Linked DNA regions of Callithrix jacchus: region 1 is linked to region 2. Evidence: chromatin contacts called from public Hi-C data. All regions are on one chromosome and are shown on one strand. The core of a region is the stretch at or near the end of the contact, and the rest is flanking DNA. Distances in the headings are between cores, read along the strand shown. Region 1 overlaps LOC118155226. Region 2 has its middle 71 kb from the start of KLF6.

Region 1 (3,093 bases), core at 136-2,635, 46 kb after region 2:
AAACCCAAAACGCTCCAATAAGCATTTCTTTTGAGCATCATGTCGGCATTCAAAAACATTTCAGATTTTGGAGCATTTTTTATTTCATTCAGCATTTTATTCACTTTGGGATTTGAGATGCTTAATACTGTCTTCTAGTTATTATTGTCATAAACAAGTGAATGAGGCTCTCAAAAGTCTGTCATACATATTGACTAAGAAGGCTCAAGCCAATGGCCTTGGTGCCTGGAATTTCAGCACGGGTTATTTCTACATTAAGGAGAAGAACTCACATTTCCAGGAATTTTTTTTTAACTCTTGCCTCCTTCTACAATTTGAAGACTATAAGGAGAGTTTTCTTTTCTTCTCTTCTCTTCTTTTTCTTTTTTTTCTTTTTTTTTTTTTACAAGGAAGTGTGTGGTCTGTAAGTTGCACTCTTTTAATGACAGCTGAGCCTCCAGGAGCCCTTGGATGCATCCCACGTGACTTAGAGGAGGAAATGCATCGTGGTCTCTGGAGCAGCCATGCCTGTGAGGCCAGGAGATGGGGGAGGATCACCTTAGAGGGAGCGGCTCTCTGGTGGGCATGGCCACCACAACTAGGGGAAATGTCAGCAGAGAAGATGAGGTGAGGACTCAGTGAAGAACAGCTTGGGTCACCAAGAACACTGTTGTGTGGATGGCAGAAGGAGGGCTGTGGTGAAAGACTACCTAGATGTAATCCCTAGATTTTCACGGGAACTGCAGCCAAGCCATTTCCTCCAGCACCACCCAATGCTGCCCACACCGGCACTTTGAAGCTTCTCCCCGCTAGGCAGGCAGAAGTGGTCCTGAGTAACAGGGTGATGAGCTGAATTAGGAAACTGACTCCTAAATTCTCAGAGTCCACTCCTCTCTTCCACACAGGTGTCTCTGAATAGATGATTTTTTGACATTTGACAAAATTGATGGCAGAGAGACAGTAGCTGAGTGCTGAATGGTGCAGTGTTTCTCTGCACCCAAAATGTCCTAGTATATGAGTCCTGAAATGTGTGGGCATCTCATCCTCAGGGAAAGGTTCTACGTCAGCTGCACCTATGCCTTTTACAGCATGGCTTTCTACCCAGCCCCTGCAAGTTAGCAAGCCACCTCGAAACTAACCGTGACAGCACCACTTCAGACGATGCTTTTCAATTCTTTAATAATAATGATAACAACAACTCTCTCATGAGGCCATGCTCCTCACCCAGTTCTGCATGCCGAGGTCACTCAGTTTGTCTGGCTCTGTGACTGCTGGTCATGGTATTTTCTTGCTAGGAGTTTCTGTTTCTGTTACAGACTGTGTTTGCCTGAGGTTTGCTTCTCTTGGCTGCTCTTCCACAGTGGAATGTTCTTTTTGAAATCGATGACTTTCAAGGTAGTCATTAAGTGCTAGAGACCCTTGTAAGCTCCTTCAAAACACCAAATTTGGACTCTCCCCAGCTCCTGAGCTGGCTGTCAAGGGTGTGAGCTGACAGTTTAGATGATTAAGCCAACTGCCAGCATGCCAGGAAATGCCATAATTTAGAAATTCATTTCAATGCCCGTTCCCAGTTCTATGAGGAAGGCCATGTGTGGTTTGCCAGAGATACTATTGAGAGACACTAAATAACTAACATTGATGAGTCTCTATTAAAATAAGATAACTTGCTATGCATTCCTTAACATATCTATGTTTACACTGGAAAAGCAAAACCATTTGACATTAGTAAGACTTTAATTTTACCCTTTGAGCAAAGCAAGTTATGTAACTAACCTAAAAGGAATGCAAAGACAATTTGCAATATAAAATTGCTTTAAGGAATCAATGTAGAGTGATGCTATTAAGATTATCATCAGAATTCAATTAAAATGTCACTAGTTTTCAGTTATGAAGAAGGAACACATCCGGAAGTGCTGTGCTCGCCAACTGTTTAATATTAATTAGTGAAAGTAGTTTCCTGATTTAGCCCAGAAAGTTAGTAAAGCATTTCATTTCAAATACGTTTTTACTGAAAGCAAGTTTTAAAGCTCCCTGGAGCTGTGTTCAGCAAGCCTTGGGAATCTGAACTTTTTCACATATGGAAGTTTGAACCTTTTTTATTCTGTTGTGTGCAAAAACTTTTCTTTTCTTTGTCCTGTTGAAATCGTTACTTTCACCCATATATGGCTCCAAAAATATAAACCATCTTAGAGCGGCTGTTGAAATTATTCACTCTTGGCCTAGAGCTAATTGTGGCTTTTCACTCCTAACAAAATCTTATGAGAAAGTTGTAAGTGAAAATAGGATCAAAATGTACATATAGAAGCTGTGTAGTATTCTCAGAAAAACCACACATGAGGCTTTTTTTTTTTTTTAATATCTGTTTATCAAAAAGCTGCCCATAGTGATTCAGAGTCACATTTTTCATCTGTGTGGATATGCTGGAGAACTTTGACCACACTTGGTGATTTCAAAGCAAGGCAATATCTTTTCGATGACATCAGCTTCCACTCCCTGTACCGAGAACTCACCGTTCTCTGAACTGAAAGTTTGGAGCTGATGCCAAAGGTTGTCTCACCTGTGAGTGCATTTCCTGTAAGGCCCGTTCACCCCAGCGTGGGCCTGGCAGGTTCTGTTAGTGACACACACCTCTCCAGTTCTCACAAGCAACATCCCCAAGACTCACTCTGCAATCATCTCCAGACTATGACCAAGGCCACGGAGAATCGCCACACCTGGAAAGAAGCCTGCCCTTGCTCCTGGGCTGTCCTGTCACTGGCAGGGAGAGTCGCTCTGTTTTCCCCTTCAGATCACTGCGTGATTAATACAAAACACACTGACCCTTATGGGCCAGAAGTGAGCCTTGTAGGTTAACACGTGTGTGTGCCACAGCCAGAAGGTCCCGTGCTGGCCCCTCTTTATGACATGGTTCGAGGACACAAACCCATGAGATTCGGGGTCACAGGAGACCCCTGCAGGGAAATGACAAAACGCCTCTTTGTGCAGCTCAGGCAGCTGACACAGTGTGAAAACGAAGACATGGAAATAAATGACATTGTTTTTTCTGTGCTGTAACAGGAGAGTAGGTGCCTGCGAGGCAGCACACTTCAGAAAGGATGAACAATAGGGGATTAA
Region 2 (3,090 bases), core at 17-2,516:
ACATCAGTGAGAGACAGAGAGGGGAACAGGGAGGCTGGGAGGAAAATAGGGGCACATGCACCATCAGTCCTGGCTGCTGTACCCGCTGGTGAAGGATAAGGCGAGGCTGAGACTTGCAGACCCCGAATAGAGATCAGTACCATCGGGTCGCTAATTTGTTAGGGTGAAAAGGGAGAAATACAATGGGACCAATCTATTCTGGGCCCACATGTATTAATAATTACCCCCAACCTCCACCCTGCAACACAGTATTCAGATTAAACTTCCCTGGGAGAATAGATTATAAGGTGTGGAAAGCACCTTTTACAAAATTAGAGCCCTGTGGATTTCCAAAAGCTAAAAATGACAATGGGCTTTTATCAGGAACCCAAGAGGGGGCCATAACCACTCCTAAAAAAACGTTATTGGCTGAAGCCGACACAGGCATTCTGCAAGGAGATCTCAGTCCCCAGGAGGGGAGTGGGCGGCGCCAGGGCCCAAGGGCACGCGTTTGCAATGTGTTTGGCCAACGTTCTGGAATGCAGTCTGTGACTGTTCAATAAAACGTTTCCTCAGAGCAAGCAGGCAGGCTTAGAGGTGATCACACGTGGTCTCATTCCCACTGGCAACCCCGAACAAGCAAGCGGCCCTACCCAAGCAGTGGAAAGGCCTGGGTTATTTTTAAATGTGTTTCACAACGTGTGATTTCCTAACAACAAAAAGCATGGTACAGCCGTGAAAATGACAGGAGAACCCTGAGGTGGGCATAGCAAGCAGAGAAAGGGGACAGCCTAGGGCTGCCTAGGGCAAGGCTGGCATTACGGAGGAAGGTGAACGAGGACGTCCTATGCAGAGGAGCCTCTTTTTGTCTTTGGAAAGTCCTGTGAAAATCAGGCCTAGAAAACCAGCTATGACTTCGCAGACGAGCAGAGGAGTGCATCACGTGGCTTTTCTCTCCACATATTTGGCTCCCTATATTTAAAAATAAATGTCTCCTGACTAGCCTTGAGGAGTGCGTCTACAAAAGTGGCCTGGCTGCAAAGCACAGGAGGTTACGGCAAGCCCAGAAGGCAGGGGCCTCTTGATTTTCCATCTCTCTGGACCAGGAGGCGAGGCCTCCTGGTTTTCCATCACGTTTCTCTGAAGGCTTCAGAGAATAGAGCAGTCTGTTCAGAGAAGTAGAGCAGTTCGTTCTCCAGGAGGGCACTGTCTGCTGAGTCAGTTCAAGCGGACATGACATAGCTGGAAACCCCAGAGCCTGGGCAGCTGAGCCGCCGCAGCATGGTGGGAGCACTGCCGCCCCTCTGAGCTCCCGCCACCCAGCCTTCCCAAGCCACACTACCACCTTCCTGCAGGCCTGGTGAGGAGGGTACCAGGCCATCCTACAGAGATGCTGGGGGTGACAGCTGCAGACTCACTAAACCTTGCTTGGCTGAAAATAAAAATGAAAGCAAATAAGAATTCCACATTTTAGTAAATTAGAAATTTCAATCTCCTGGATACCTGATCCTACAAGTCAAGCTCTTTCTTCTGAATAGTATCTGAAATCAGCAGTTCTCACATATTCCAAGACAAAACTGGACTGGGCTTTAAATATGTGACACTGTTTCGTAATAAAGTGTACTTGTTAATATACCTAATAACTGACAAGCCAGTGTTACAGTCCACGGTGCTTTAAACAGACTCACACAACGACCTGAAGGAGAATTTCCCTGGGAGACCGTCAGTTCTTGGACAACTTTCATCTGTAAAGGAGGAAATGAGTCAGCTTTACTAAGCGTTACCTCATCATTGGTGTTTTGTTATTCAGTAGGCAGAGAACACATTTTGTTACACAGAAAGCCTGTTATTACCAAGGGTACAGGTCACTATTGAAACCTCCTCTTCAAACAGCTACAGGTTCTGTTGTCAAAGATCTTAACAGGCTCTGATTGGAAACGCGCCTGGCTGGTCACAGGACTGCATGACTCACCGCTCCGCTGGGCATTAGCTAAACACAAAGCCGAAAGAACAGAATCAGCTCCATGATGTCATGTCTTCTCGATGTATCTCTGACATAGTTGAGATATGCTAGAGGTTGTTTAGTAACACGTGAAGCTTTCAAATAAGAAGAATGTGTCTGAGATACTCAGGGTGAGAAGACATCTCAGGGCTGTGTTGGAACACGAACATAACACATGCTCCAGGAATTTGGGGTTTGTGGGATTTGTTGATGCAAAGCGTTCCGCGAGGTTTTGTTGCATATACAGTCATCACCTGGGTTGGTTAAAGTTTAACTCAACTGAAATATTTTGGGCTTAAAGAACCATTCAAGAATATCAGGTTCTCAGAACGGATTGAAAAGAAAGCGCTCTCATCTACCGTCACCTAAAACTTACCAAAAAGTTTACTGCAAAGATCCTAAAGGTGTTTCCAAATCAAGGAGAACTATAAATACTGTGTCCATATAGCTGGTGGGACACATGCATACCTTACTATCTTCCTCCCATTCTTTTACATCTATTTAAGGAGAGGCATTGCTTTTCTGGTTAGAAAATAAAAAGTGGAAACAAAGGTTTTCAGTTTCCTCAGAGTTAGCTCTCTAAGGTGAAACACTCCAAAGTCAAAACGATGGACTGAGTAAGCTGACAGCCACCTTGAATCCGTGTGGATACCTTTCTTTGTAATGTCGGCAAAGCTGTATGACTGAGGGTGAGGTCGCTGCTTACCTAGCTCTGCTATTGGTCTGAATCGAGCAAGTGTGAAAGAAATTCCCCTCTTCATCTGCAGCAATCTCTCCTAAGAAATTGAATCACTCACTTTGGTAAAACCCAGCCAAAGATGAAGAAAGTATGTCTAATTAAACTGATGAAACTACTTACTTGGGATAGCTTTGTTGGTAAGTTGGATACTGGGGCAGGGCAGGGAGTGTTTCTTGTGGGAAAAGTTTGGTATCATGTGAAAAAGTTACGTTTCTTTGAAATGGAGCAAATCCCTGTTCAACTTCCTTTTTCCAGCCTGTTTGCTGCTGGGAGGACTGAAGAAAATATAGGAGGTTTGTCAGACTCAAAAGAGGAAGTTAAGAGTCTGTAATGAGATGCCACGTTCCCCTTCCTTAGTTCCAAATAAGAG

Evidence for each region. Hi-C and Micro-C count contacts between places; a contact is called where the count stands out from the background.
Region 1: a contact with region 2 is called in a Hi-C map of skeletal muscle, with 2.2 times the contacts expected there. The contact joins two enhancer-like sites. A contact is called at or near these places in 3 of 3 Hi-C or Micro-C datasets (induced pluripotent stem cells and skeletal muscle).

What each region holds. Positions count from the first base shown.
Region 1 is chr7:9,668,731-9,671,823 of calJac240_pri, forward strand. LOC118155226 reads right to left here. Exons shown (of 6, transcript XM_035306677.3): 6 at 1-3,093. Among named protein-coding and RNA genes, the nearest start is that of KLF6, 25 kb to the right of the region's middle. Within about 2 kb of position 1,386, at least 8 of the 16 cell types and tissues checked have an H3K27ac peak or open chromatin away from gene starts, as enhancers often do. A contact at or near this core is called in skeletal muscle, where this site is marked.
Region 2 is chr7:9,622,830-9,625,919 of calJac240_pri, forward strand. No RefSeq gene overlaps it. Among named protein-coding and RNA genes, the nearest start is that of KLF6, 71 kb to the right of the region's middle. Within about 2 kb of position 1,267, at least 8 of the 16 cell types and tissues checked have an H3K27ac peak or open chromatin away from gene starts, as enhancers often do. A contact at or near this core is called in skeletal muscle, where this site is marked.